2 separate regions of the Anas platyrhynchos genome follow, and region 2 is linked to region 1. A link is a contact called in public Hi-C data. All regions are on one chromosome and are shown on one strand. The core of a region is the stretch at or near the end of the contact, and the rest is flanking DNA. Distances in the headings are between cores, read along the strand shown. Region 1 overlaps NME7 (NME/NM23 family member 7). Region 2 has its middle 53 kb from the start of DPT.

Region 1 (7,243 bases), core at 1,652-4,151:
GAAGCTTTGGAAGATCTGCTTTTGTTTTACTGCAGAACAGAAGCCCTTTGGAAATCTGTGAGCTTTCCAGGACAAGAGATCATTTCCTGCCCAGCTTACCAAGCGCTCTGCTTTCTGGTTATGAGCTTCCTTGGCAGCCACCTTCCAGACAAACTGTTTCTCCCTGCTGCAGAGTTTTTTATGAGCACAGTTCTGTCAGAAATGCTTAGATTTAGCTTCCAGAACTTAGCTCCATGCTAGCAGAGTGCCTGCTACTCCCATCACTTTCAGAACTAAGTACAATATTTGATTTTTTTTTTATTCAGCTGTACTTCAATACATGTTTCTCCTGTGCACAGAGCCATAGAATACATACTCCTACTGCATATTCACACATAGAAGGATAAACAAAAAGCCTAAGCTAGCAAAACCTACACATAGATCCAAATGCTTTTCCCTGCAGCTTGCGAAAGAAGGAATAAAGAGAAATATTATTCTTTTTGTCTTCGCAGTAGGTGAACTGAGATCGCTGATTTCAGTGGCCCTGGATATTACCATAGAAAGGGACTGCGAAAACTGAACTAAAGACAGCAACCCTGAAACTATCAGTATATGAATATAAAGCAGACAGTCACTGCTGGGTTTTCTAATGCTGGTAATTTTTCCACTGATGTGAAAAGCGTAAGGAAAATTATTTCTGTCTCAGTAGGTATTGCTTGGTTAATAGTGTGGTCGTGATCGAAGAGGCTGTGTGTAATTGTGATGAGGGTGCAGATACAGAAAGGAATGGAAATAATGTTTTAAGGGGAATTTTTTTGGAGTTATAAGGTATTCGTAAGTTGACTTGATTTGTTGCTATTTGAGCTTGATTTCACTGATCCCTAACCACGTCAGCCGTTTCCCCTCTGGTGCACTGAGCAGGACACCACCTGGCAGATCCCCTCCGGTCTCTGATCACCCTGTTCTGTACATGTGTTTTCTCTACAAGTTGCCTTTCTTAGGAGGAGGAGCAGAAGGCAAGGAGCAGCCCCAGCACGTTTCCCATAGCACCTGCCTGTCTCTGAGACTCCTTTCCACGTGGCAGCCTGGGACACACTCATGGAAGAGTACATAGGAAAGTTGTCTGCCATAGCAGTTATGGGGATTGTGCACTTGAAAGGAAGATGAAAGTAAATATTTGTAAAAGATAATTTCAGGGTTGTGAAGGCTTTATATTCTATTGCAGTCCTTATAGTATGTGATGGGAAGTGGACAGATGTTTGTGTTTGGTATTTGCCTTTGAAATCCTATGGCATTACGTAACTAAACAAAAGGCTCACTTCTCATTTAAAAGGATTTATTATAAGTCTAGTATGTAGTCAATTTTTAAAGCATACAATTTGAAATCGGTTGATGTCTTTGATGAGTTGGAGTGGCAGTTTTACAGTGATGCCTGGGAAGGGCTCATCTGAATGTGTTTGCATTATTGCATTTCGTGATTGCATTCTGGACTGCCTTCTGTCAGTTCTAAGGCTGTCCGTATGAATCTCGAATAGTGAAATTGCAGTCCTGTCATGTTTTACATTGTACTTGCTTGGCAGAGTCCGCAGGTTGCTTTTAATATTGAATTTCTTCATGTTGCAGTATGGAACAATCTACCTGTTCACAAATGTAATCTGTTTCAGTTATTTTTCTAATGTTTTCCTAAAGCTTGTAAGCTTTCTTCTGATACGGTTCTCTGCACTTAAAAATGACTTATTGTGATATTTTTATGTCTGTAAAGCAGAGAAAATTCTAGTTATGGCCCAGCTTTACAGATTTAATTTTGATCGTTTTAGAAAACTGTTAGCTCTGTGTGTTTTCCAGATAGAAAATAATAACCAATTCCAATTTACCTGCTAACTGATTCCATTACTGGGCATTTGGGGGTTAGCTCAGCAGTGCTTTCCGAGTCTAAGCAGCCTTTATTACCTTGGGCTTGCTTGCCATCCTAAAAGAAGATAATACAGAGTGGTCATTTCTGCCATTCGGCTAAATAAAAAGCAGTGGCCAGAAGAGCTTGCTAAATAGCAAATGTGAATAGCTCAGACGTTGGGTAAGGTCTCAGAAAATGAATTTTGAATGCATCTTAAAACCAAGGATATGTTAAAAGAAATAAAATTTTTTAAAAAAAAGCAGGCCAATTCCTCAACAGACAAGACACCATGCAGTTCCTCACTACAAATGCGAAGATACTGGTGACTAAATGAAAAATCTAAACACTTGTTCATTGCTTGTTCATCTAAATGTGTTACTTGCCTGAGACAAGTAAACATTTGGATATTTCCAAATTTTTGCATAAATGAAAATTAGTAGATTCTCTGTCAATTGCTACCTAGCAAACATGTTTGAAAGTGATGCTATAATATAAAATTGGTAACGTAAATACAATTGTATCGGTCTTGGTGTTATGAGGAGTGCATCTTCATTTATTTCATATGTCAGTAGCTTTTTTTTTCTTTTCAGAAAACTTCTGTGGTAGACAGCTGCCTCAAAGTGGTTGTGTGTACCATGCATCCTTGATCAGATGGTGGTCAAATTCATCAGTCAAATGCTTTGTCTTGTCTTCCAGCAGTAGGAGTGTATTTAAGATCAAGGGCAAAATTTGTCATTTACTATAATCTGTCAGCCCTCCATGTTGTTTATTGCCAGTGACATGCCTATATGGGAAAACTAAGGTGTGAGTTTTCACGTAGGAAGGTGTTTGTTCTGGCTTACATGTGTCTAGAACGATGGTGGTAGCAATGAAGACACGAGCAGGACTAGTGTGAATAAGGGCCTGAAACGAGGCTAAGTCCTCCGGGAGTTTTTGTGCAGGATGCTGCACCTAAAACATATGTTTAAGTAATGTCCAAGGCTGTAGTGTGTAGCACAGAGATAAGGCTGTGCTGCCCCCACCATGCAAGTCTCCCTGTGTTACAGTCATGTCTTTGTTTTGCAGTGGAGGGCACCGTAAGGGCTGACAGTAGGGTGGGGAACTCATCTCAACGCCATTAACTGACCAGACATACGTATTCGTCACACTGTGAAATCCTGAAATTGTTCTTTTTTATCTCATTCTTACCCATCGCTGCTTCTGTTGAGTCTTTAACCTGCAAAAGCTCTTATGTCAGTTTTAAGCTGAAGATGTTGAAAGAAAAGCTGCACTGACAACAAAAGCAAGATCGCGGATTTGTTTGGCTTAATGTCTGTAGGCTTCCACTCACCACAGAAGTGATTACGATTCTTTACCTTCTGATGTTCTGGAGTAGGCATTGAAGCCCGTGGGAATTCCTTCTGTCTGGTTGCTTAGTGGGCTGTCTTTGAAACAACTGAAATACTGCTGTTTTCTAAAATCTGAAGGACAAAAAAAGCCTACTTGGCTGCAACTTCAACTCCCAGTTGTACCTAAATGTTTAAGATAAGAGAGTGCAGGTACCTCTAAAGAGTGGAAGCCTGTGATGAGACCATTATTGCCCTCAGGAGTAGCAATCAGATTTAGCAAGGCTATGGAAAATAAAAACGTAGAGCTCCATCTAGCAGCTCTCAAACAACTGGTATTGTAGGACCAATAGCTACCAAACACACACCACTAAGAGGTGCTGGAGCTGCACGTCCATGCGCACTGCATCGCCTTTGTGCTTGCTTCCCCGAAGGATGAGTGGAGACAAGCTAAGCATGTAGCTACAGTTTCATAATTATTGCAGTCTACCTTTCAGGTCACACTCTGTAATGGCAGAAAATGAGGTGGTGTAAATGAGATCAGGTTGCTTGTGCTTTATGTAAATTTCAGGCATTTAAGTAGTGAATTGAACTAATGTCCTTAGCTTGAATATGTTTATCTCAGCATTAACAGAAGTTCAGGTATCACTGGTCAGGAAGAGGAAAGTGTTTTCCTGACAGTTGTGTGGGAAACATGTTAAAATTCAGTATTTTCATTGTGAGCAAACACACTTTTTTTAACATACCAAAGCACATCAGATACCTGCCTCAATTTCACAAAATTAGGAAGTCTAACAAGAACTGCTACAATAATTCAGATTTAATGGGTGATGAAATCAGAATAAGATTTGAGATTGCCTGGAAAACTGCCATATTGTTTTTCTCATACTTGAAAGATGAGAGTTGACAAGTGAAAAGATGTCACCAGCTGTGTTAAGTAGATGAAGTTGTGCAGGCTATGCATTTACTAATGAATTTTTTGATTTTTCTGATAGCAGATGCAAGGAAGTTTATTATTAATTATTATTATTACTATTACTGTTATTGCTATTTGTATATTTAAAAACATGTATGGTTGCTCTGATAGCCCTCCCATTTTTGTTTCAGAGTCAAGATGATAGATACGCTTTCACTGCTGAATGGTATGACCCAAATGCTTCACTCTTTCGGCGTTATGAGCTTCTCTATTATCCAAAGGATGGATCAGTTGAAATGGTAAGAATAAAAGAAAAATATCAGTTATTATAAGTACAATATCCAATTAAACAGTCTGTAAAATGGAAGGCCACTACCTATGCCAATTAATTTTCCAGGTAATGAAAATGTAATTTAAGATGTACCTTGCTCTGTTTCTAAAACCAAACAAAAAGCAAAAACACTAGGTCACAGTGGAGCACGTGGAAGAGCTTCCATGTTAATGATTTTTACCTTAAATCTTATTTTGGCGTGGAGAGATTCATTTTCACAAATCTGTTTTCATTCAGTCTCTACTTGGGTTTTAGTATTGGAACTAATTTGTGCTAACCTACTGCATGAGAAACACAAATTGAAGCTAATTCCAAGCAGGGAAATAAGCTTCAGCTGAAATTCCAGAAGTCTCTGAAGAGTAAAATGTTAAAAAAAAAAAGAAAAAAAAGAAAAAAAAAAGTTATCAAAACAGAAGAAATGGTAAACTACTCTTAATTTGGTTTTAAAGCAAACTACTCTTATTTTGGTTTTAAAGCAAAGAAGGATATTTCAGACAGTGGGATCCAAATCTTTTCATCAGTGGTGCTTGCTTTTTGACTTATGGTTCATACAACAAATCCCCTTTGTTTATTAATAGGTTAAAACAAGGATGTTGCAGAAGCAGGCACATATATAAAGATGAAGTATGGATAGTACAGATTATCCTAGTAAAACAGCCAATTCTTTGTGCTCCCTTTTAGGAATGGGTGAATGGTTTTGACTAGTCTTTTCTGATTTTTAATGGTGATCTAAAGGTCTGAGAGTAGACTAGGTTTGGAAATTCACACTTCTAAATTTCATTATGAAATTTTTGTTTTCCTGCTGTAAGTATCAAATGCAGAAATCAGAAATAAGAAAACTAACAAAATGTGCCTTTTCTCACCCAAACAGTTGCGTACTGAAACCATGGTACCCATCAGAGTGAGGAGATGCACTTTGCACTTTTTACTGATAGTCTCTTCAAACAAACTCTACCATGATGTTGTCCCTTTTAAGTTAGTTATTTGTATGATGTCTGTGTGCACAGCTGTCAAAATGTGAAGATTTTTTTTTCCCAGAGACAGTTTAGCTAATCAGTCAGGAGCCGTAATAATCTTCCTACACAACCATGTGTAGGCTGACAAAATTGTTGTTCATTTCACCTAGATGTCTCAAAACCAAGAGCTTTCAAGGTGTTCTTGAGCTGTCTTAACACTTTCTGCATCAAACATTTTTGACTTGGTAGAGCAGCATTTTGCTATTGTGCTCTCATGTTAAGAGAGTACTGTGTGTTCACAGTCATGAGTACACAGACTTCGTATGATCAAGACAACCATTAAAAAAGCAAAAATACTTGTAACACCTCTATAGAAAGAATTTTTGTGTGAGTTTGTGGACAATGATTAAATTTAGGATTGCCTTCTTCCCTTCTGGGTCTTTTTTTTTTCTTTTTTTTTTTTTGTTCTTTTCAGTTTCTCTGAAATTTGATGAGTCTTTCTTCATTACTGTCAAATTCTTCTGCATCTTTTGGTGTCTTCCCAAGAGATGATGACTGCCCACCCTTACCTCTAACATGCTTTAGGAGAAGGGAGGTAATGGATGTGAGCCTGCTTCTCCCTGCTTAAGAGAGATACTGATAGATCACCTTTCCTACTGTTGCAGTGATAGCTCTTCTTTATCACACACCTCAGCTGAGGGTGGAATGGAGCAATTGAAGGCTTATGTTATGTCAAATCCTCAGCTTTTATTTTCTTTTTTAGTTCTTCATATCTTGGTTGATCCTGGAAAGGAAAATTGCAGTGGGAATAACATGACAAGTTTCCAGCTTGCCTTGCAGCCATTAGAAAACAACACAGGTTTTTGTCCAAGAACAGCAAGCAACTGTTGTGATCAGACTGGATGCCTTGACAGAGATGTGCCCAACTGTCCCAAGTTTTCTGTAGTTAATAACTCTCATAGGAAATTCCTAAAGGCTGAACAACTTTTCTTTCTACAGAAGATTTTCGAAAAAGAGAGAAGTCTTTAAAATGAACATGTACTTATAGCAGAGAACTATTTTATTTTGGATAATTAACCTGTGCATGTACATGAGAGAAGGGTGAAAAAACAATCAAATTTGTCTCACATCTCTTCTGTTGCAGTTTATAATTTGCCTTATAAAAAGGTATTTTAAACAGATCCAAAATTCCATTCTAAAGAATTGTTAAACACAGATAGATATCTCTCTTGTTTCTCTTCCTATCTTCATCTTCTGCTTGAGAAGAAAGAAAAAGCTGGGGAGGGTGCCTTTCTAGCAACTGTTAGTGAAATAACCAAGGAAATGTTCAGATTTTTAGTCAAGATGTTGAAGAATTTTTATGTTCAATTCAGTTAATAGGATTCCTGGCCAAGTCTAGGAAAAAACAAGTAGCTGAATTCAAGTGATTTTTTTTTCCCAGTATGTTATTGTTTCATTTACCCCTATGTTTGTAACTGAAGGGCACGCAGTAGGATTGGGGAGGGTTGAATATATTTCAGCAGGGAAGGATTCTTCCTTGTAATTCTGCCTCAGCAGAAGGAAGCATCCAAATAACTTATATTCTCTGATCTCCAAAGTTTTAGCTGTTCTGGAAAAGCTCACAATTCATCTAGCTCAAGCCTAAAACAGGAGATGAATTCAAACATTTCAGAACATGGAGTATGTAATTTTACTGATTTATTTTTTTCTCCGAGGCTTACAGGAATGAAGTTTTCTTTTAATGCTGTTCTAGTTTGTATACCATTGCAATGGAGGACAGTACACATAAATGAAGAACAGAAAAGGGGAAGTTTAGCCTGAAGAGGACAAAAATTTTCCTTT
Region 2 (7,292 bases), core at 1,641-4,140, 150 kb after region 1:
TAGCAATACAAATATTTGGGCTTCTGGACAAAAGACGATTATAGGTTAAATGATATTTGGATAGCATCATGTGGCTGATTAAAAATGGAATAAACTGCTAATGCAGTGAAGAATGCATCTGTTTACAGGCCTGAATCAACTTCTAAAACAGGAGGAGAAAAATTACTGAAAAGTTTTCTCATTTTATGTACTCCTGCGTCGAATTGACACGTATAATTTCCATAAGACATTTTTCTCAAGGAAAAAAAGAAAGGAAAAGGAGACAACAGAAGTGAAATATATCTTGCTTTAAACCCACAGATTATTATTAAGTGTTTTTTGTTTTGTTTTTTTTTCTTTTTGAACTGCAGCTTTAGTCTGAAAAACTGTTATGTAAAAATACTACTAACTCAACTGAACTGCTGCCATGGAAATGGTTCTCCAGCAACTCTTCTGACTTCACTGAAACACAGTGGGGTTTGTCGCTCCCCCATCCCTTCTGCCCTTGCCTGCATATATTCTGCAGTATGAAGGCAATACACTGGATTTTCCTCCCTCCCTGGGTATCATCACCATCACGCTTGCCTTTCAGCTTAGCCATACCCGTTGAAGCACACCAAAATCTATGGGGAAAAGCTCCAAGGAGGCAGGATTTGATTTGCAGAGCCTTTAACAAGGTTTATGTAGAAGACTTGATTTAGATCCACTAGGGATTTTAGATGACTGTAGGACTGTCAACATTTTTTTAAAGACACATTTAATTTCTTTGTAAACTTCGGGGACAGAGGCCTATGTCTCTGTGCTCCCAAAACGATATCTTGCACTGTTGGTGTGAGGTGACAGACTGAGAGCTCTGGTGAAGAGGAAAGCTCTGCTTTTCTGCAGGGCCAGGCACAGTGCCGTGAGAAGCTCCCCCTGTGTTCCTGCTAAGAGGACATGGTACACTGGTGTGGAGCACCCAGGAGCGTACTTCAGTTCTCCCGTCTGCCATTTCTTTCACAACCCAAATCACATCTTTGACCTCAGTCTGCACAGATGAGACCAAGCCAGTTTTAAGGCCAAAAGCTACAGAAAAAGACACAGCTACATAGGGATTCATTGTCAGCGCCAGGTGGATGGAATGGTACTGTAGAGTACCTGGTGCCTCATTTACAAGTGACCTAGGTCCATCTCTACAACCAGCATTTTCTCCTTGGGAATAGCCCTACCGTCTGTGTGCTGTGGAGCAAACGTCTCCTTTATCTCTCTTTCAGTCTTCCAATTTCTTATTCATAAATCAAGTGCCTAGTCTACTAACAATACTGTAAGGAAAAATGCCTCAAAAAGGTAACGTACCTTAGGAAAAAAACAGACCTGAAGCGTGAGCAAGTTCAGTCACTTTGTCCATTACTCTTAGGGCCTTTCAGGTGGTCATTTTATGACATGCTCTTTTTATATCATATGCTGTATGATATCTCCCACCCTTCTGCTCTCCATTCTGACAGCAGCTCACCTCTGTAGTGACTTTTCTTCCCCTTGTATGTGGACAAGTACCTGAGAGCATGTGTTCTGGACAAGTGCCACAGGGGACAGGGGAAAAGTCCAAAACTCTAGATAGCACCCTATATATCAGAGGGCATCCATCTCTCTTGATAGTAAAAACAGGCCAGAAATACAGTAAGAATAGACCTCTCTCATGGGTATACACCTCTCTCATTTGGTATACAAGCTCCTGTTTGAGGCCAGAGCTGTCTGAAAATTTGGAAGGGAAGGTTAAAAGAAATTTTGGTTCTCAAAGGAGAGGAGATTAAAAAAGGATGAGATGGAAAAGGAGAAAGAAAAGGACAAGGAGAAAGAAAAGGAGGAGAAAGGGAGGCAGAGTGAGAGAAGGAGAAAGGAGAAAGAGAAGGAAAGAGAAATGGAAAAGGAAAAAAGCAAAATGGGGAAAGGAGAAGGAGAGGGAGAAGGAAAAGGAAAAAGGAAAAAGGAAAAGGAAAAGGAAAAAAAGAAAAAATAAAAGGAAAAAATAAAAAATAAAAAAATAAAATAATAATAAAAAAGAACAATTTGGTTTATCTTCTTAGGACTGATTTGTTCATGCCTGAGAGCTATTAAGACTCAGTGACCAAGACAAACACTTCCTAATGCTCTGGCGATTCTCCTTATTGCCCTGCATCCCATACAGTCCCCTGCAGAAATGGCGAGTATAAAGGTGTTGTGAAGTACTACGAAATCAAAATGGCAGGATCTTGTACTCCCTATGTCCTCATTCTGCAGCAAAAGGATTACACTCAGCACATGGAAATGTGATAGAAATCTCCTCCAGCCTCAACACAGAAGATTCCTGCTGGCAGATCTGATGCTGCCATTGGCAAGAAGTGTCAGCATCCAGTGAAACTGGTGGGAGTTCAGGGCATGCAAAATAAAAGAAACGCAGGACTGGCCCTGAGCATATTCATCTTTTGACAACAGTGGGAATCCCTGAGTTCAGCTGTTCCAGACCAGACTGGAAATGCCAGCCAGAAAACAAAGCAGAGAGATGCTACTATTGCCCTTCATTTATTTGGTCTTATCATAGTGTAAACAGACCTGAAACCTGAGAAAGCAAATACTTAGAACACACCTTATGCTTTGGGGATGTTTACAGATTGCCAGTCCTTTATGAAAAGAATAAGCAGGAATTAGAAAAAAAAATACCTTGAAGATATTTCCTGGTTCCTGCTTAAGCATGTGAAGGGAGAAGGAAGACTTAATCAACCTGGATCAATTCCAGATGCAAACTATCACCTCCATATGGGGCTCTGCTTTGCTAATGCTTGTGCCTGTGTTTGCGGTGACAGAGCCATGAGCAGCAGCAGCAAGCCAAAACAAAAGGTTGTTGACTGCAGATGTTAAAAAAAATGGTCTGGCTGCTACCGGGCTAGGGACTGCCCTGAGCAGGTCATGCAGGGTGCAAGAGGAGGAAGATTCACTAACAGAGCTTGGTGGCACGGTACATCACCAGAGCTGGTAACAGAGCTGTGTGTTTCCCTACCTTTGGAAAGCTTTCTGATGGAAAAAGAACAGCCTTTACTCAAAATCTATTTGGGGCTGGTCTGCAAAGAGGACTGCTCCTTATTAAAATTTGCTATTCACTCATCAGCATGGTATTTGCATCAGGTTCCTATTTCGATATGCTTTCCTCACGCTTGCAGCGCTGTGAATCTGTCTGCACGCGAGGGCAGGAATTTCCAAGCAGGTGGCTGCCAGGGTTCTCCCTTCAACACGTTGCAAGGTCTGCAAGGCCAGGCTGGCATCAGCAACCACAATGTCTAATATCTTTTCCAAGGCAGCAGGCAATACCTACTTCTCAAGAGGCAAACTCATACCACCACAGACAATGCAGTGCTAGCTATGAAGGAGAAAAATTATTTTCTCCTAAATAAAATGGCTAGTTAGTGTCCTAGACCTACTGCCATCAAAGTCCATCTCTCTGTGTTTCACATATGCTTCCAGTCACGATGGCTTTCCTTTCCAAATCTCACGGGAACTCTATCCCGTGGGAGTCCTGTCCCTTGGGAGCTCACTCTCTGCCTAAAAGGACCCACCATGCCCTTGCATGCCACACACCACAGGGCACAGCCCAAGGGCCCCTGCCAACCTGCAGCCAGAAGCCAGACACATTCATCCAGCCCGGGGAGAAAGCAAGTGAGGGAATGGATACTCTCAGTGTCTTACAATTCAAACGGGATTTGAAATGTTGCAGGACCCTCCAAACAAGTGAACTTTACCATTCAGGAACGTGATGTGGAGCAAGTCAATTGGATCTATGAATAGCACAAAGCTTTGGAGGAGCCAGGAATGTTTTGATGGCTTGTACAGTGGTATAAAGACTATGTAGACATATCACCCTGAATTTCTAGACAAACCCAGCCACATAGATGTCTTTTGAAATCAATGGTAACCTTCCAAATCCCGTCCCACTGGAACTCTGTCATCCATCAATTTTTATAGCATTTCATTACTATCCAGTTATTTTCATTCTGGTTTAACTACATACAAAATTTATGAGGTGGGCCTAAGAAATACCCAGTACATGCCAAGTTGGGTTTAAGAACAGCCAAGGAAGAGGGACTGACTTGCATAAATGCCTTCAGAAGAAGGATCCAGCCACTACACTTCAGTTTCTCATTCATGATTAGAAACAACAGTGTGTGCACTGCTCATTTCTGGCCCTTGCAGATGGCTAATACTAAGAGGATGAAAGACCAAAAGGCAAGGCCTGAGACTTGGGAGCCCCTTCTGCTCACAGATTTTTCCACTTTTCCTGGGGCTCCTGTGATGTACCTACCAGCTGGTGCAGCTGACTCTGACTGCCCTCTAGTGCAGGGATCAAATTTGCTGAAGAATGTAAAAGACAGGGATAGCTACAAATGGAACAGACACCTACAGCTGAATGGAGAGGCAGCTCTTACTCAAGCATGGGAGGACTGTGGCTGGAAAGGAGCGTCCCAAGTCAAGTTCCAGGTGTTACACTGGCCATTAATATAAAGCCACCGATATGCTTTAACAGTGCACAGCAACTAGTTATTCTGCTGCCCCAAACAGATATTCTTATGCAAATCACATGTAAATCAGTGACATTTCACAGAAACAGAAGCATCATATCACAACTCTACATTTTAGGAGAATCAAAAATGGCTTCTGGTTGTGATCTGGTTAAGAGAACACTTGGATAGTTCAGCCTCTGTCTCACATGTCAGGGTTGACTACTGAACCGATTCATGAACTTTCTCATCTTACAGCAGGCTTCAGAACTTCTTTTCCATAAAAGAAGATACTATAGTTCTGAGCTACTGAAATCCCTGAAAGCATTAAGAAACAATTTAAAATAATCTTGATTCTTCTCGTAGCTTCAGGCTTTAGAGACATTATTAAAGCAGAAAACAGAGCAACCTCATAGTTAGAGTCAACAATTACCTGCAATTAGATACAGCAAGATAAAATTACATTACTGGAGAGAAAAGATCTACTTACAGTGGTTCCAAATAGACATCTGAACTATTTATCTTCTTCTGTACAGCTGGCGTATTCCAGCTAGGCTTTTTATTGTGAGATAAGTGAATCTGAATGAGCTGGGTCAGAATGTCCACATTCTTGGGATCCATTTGATAGCTTCCTGTTGAAAAGAGGCATTATAATGAGATTAATAACATGAAAGATTCAGAAGAATGGTAATGGACTACAGAACCCTTTATCTTTGATAGTCTTTTGTGGTGATCAGTTCATGCAAGATTCATCTACTGCATGGTCCTTTCTCTACGAGAGGCCAGTCTCTGAGCAAAATACAAGAAATGGTGTAAATTTGTCCTGTCATCCATAAAAGGTAAACTTATTTCAAAAGCATGGTGCTAATGAAATGCCATTAGACAGTCAGTAGTGTTAAGCACCTTTGCTCTGTGGCTGTATTTAACTCACATGAGATGTAGTAATACTCCTTACCTGCCTTTAGCTCTCCAGTATGTAGTGACATACATGCATACCAACACAGATCTGTCAGCCTGCTGCCCGTTCACTTACCTTGGCTATATCCTTGTGAAGCTTCTTATTCTTTGGACATTTATCTAGCTAAAATAAATGAATTATCTACAAAAATTACTATCCTATACCCATCTCTCTTACCAGCTCTCCTAATATATGCACATGGAACCTACCATGCTTTTGTCTATAAACTAGCCCAAGGTAATGTGGCCAAAACTGATATGAATTTCAACAGGCATTTAGAAGTCTGTGTAGAACAAGTTAATATTCTTATGCAGCCCTTGGTGGAAAGCTATCTGTAAAATCCACATCAATGCAACCCATAGGTATGAATTCAAGGACAGAAGCCATGACACGGAGACTGCCTTATGGCCAGCACTTGAACACATTGGTAGAATCTGTTACCACTGCTGTACCTGTTCTGGGACTAACTAGATGGTTTTACCTTGAAGGGCACTTTCTAACCTGACATAAATACCCCACAGCAGCTCCTTCTGCTCACCTGAGCAGCTGACTTTTTTTAGAGTGCTATATGTGCTAGTCTTGCTGGTGTATCTTCTGTGAAGCCACCACCAACTACAGCCAAACGATCAGGCTTCAGCAGCAGACCTGGGAAGTGAAAACACAGTTTTATGAATGTTTCTGGCTCTCAGCACTACACAGCCAGATTTTCAAGTTAACAGCAGCAATATCTGAACACAGATAGTGTGACTTCTCAGTAATAAAGGCATGTTGACTCCTCAGTGTTAGTTCCTGCTGGCTGAAAAGGGCTGGGGACACAGAGACAGACACACACAGTGTGGATGCAAATGTTTACCACTGGGGTGGCAGACTGGGATTCTGACCGACAGAAGACAAATAAAGGGAATTTTTAAGTTGTTTTCTTAAAATGCATCTCCCGCCAAACCCAGCAGTTTGGTTAAACCTTTGCAGAATCAGATAAAGATTTTCAACTAACAGTACCTTTTTCCAGCTTAATTGACTCACTTCCTCAATTCCCTTGGAAGGAGCGTATCTGTGTGCAAAGTGATACCTCCATGTATCCTTGCTCTTGCTCTCTCCTCCAGAGATATTCTTACCATATACCTGCTGCTGCCACCACAGCTACTGCCATTGATAAAGAGAAATCATTTCAGACCTATTGGACTTTTCATCTCTATAAATCCATACTCATGTAACAGCATAATAAATGCAGCAGTCATATAACAATTCGGTGCATTTGACAACAGCTGGTGGAGGAAGGGCAGCTGAAAGGACAGACCACCAAAAACACCACCTCTCTTAGACAAAAGAGAGGTTCTGCTGCAAATGGAGCCAGTAGAGACCAGCTTGTACATCCATGAGAACAGTCTCAAGTGTAACTCTGAGCACAGCTGTACAAGTTTCTCTTAAACCTTCCTCCAACATTGTGTTCCACACTGTCCTGCAGGGACACTTTCTACGAGGTCTGCATAAATTTCATACTAAAATATGGCTCTACCTAACTTCAAATCAGAGTCATGGGAAAGATTCTCACTGTTTTCAGCAAAGTTAGCTCAAGTTCTCCATCGAACATAACTACTGCGGAAAGCTGTGGGTGTCCTTGAATGGCACAGCTATCCAGCACTGGTTGCACATGAACAGCATATCGTACTAATCACAGTATGGAGCCCTAACTTCACTGTTATTAAACCATCCACAGCTATTAACTAGGAACACAGAGATAAGCACAACACGTGGTACTTTCACAAAGGTCTAAGGGAGCTCCATGAGGCAGTGGGTACCATCCTCACTCCTCTGCGGCCCACTGAAAACTCCAGCCCACGAATGCCAGT

Evidence for each region. A called contact is a pair of places that touch in the nucleus more often than the background predicts.
Region 2: a contact with region 1 is called in a Hi-C map of liver, with 5 times the contacts expected there. The contact joins two enhancer-like sites. A contact is called at or near these places in 2 of 8 Hi-C or Micro-C datasets (liver and subcutaneous adipose tissue).

What each region holds. Positions count from the first base shown.
Region 1 is chr1:88,197,145-88,204,387 of IASCAAS_PekinDuck_T2T, forward strand. NME7 (NME/NM23 family member 7) reads left to right here. Exons shown (of 13, transcript XR_011812620.1): 2 at 4,306-4,413. Among named protein-coding and RNA genes, the nearest start is that of BLZF1, 17 kb to the left of the region's middle. Within about 2 kb of position 2,902, at least 5 of the 8 cell types and tissues checked have an H3K27ac peak or open chromatin away from gene starts, as enhancers often do.
Region 2 is chr1:88,350,746-88,358,037 of IASCAAS_PekinDuck_T2T, forward strand. No RefSeq gene overlaps it. Among named protein-coding and RNA genes, the nearest start is that of DPT, 53 kb to the right of the region's middle. Within about 2 kb of position 2,891, at least 2 of the 8 cell types and tissues checked have an H3K27ac peak or open chromatin away from gene starts, as enhancers often do.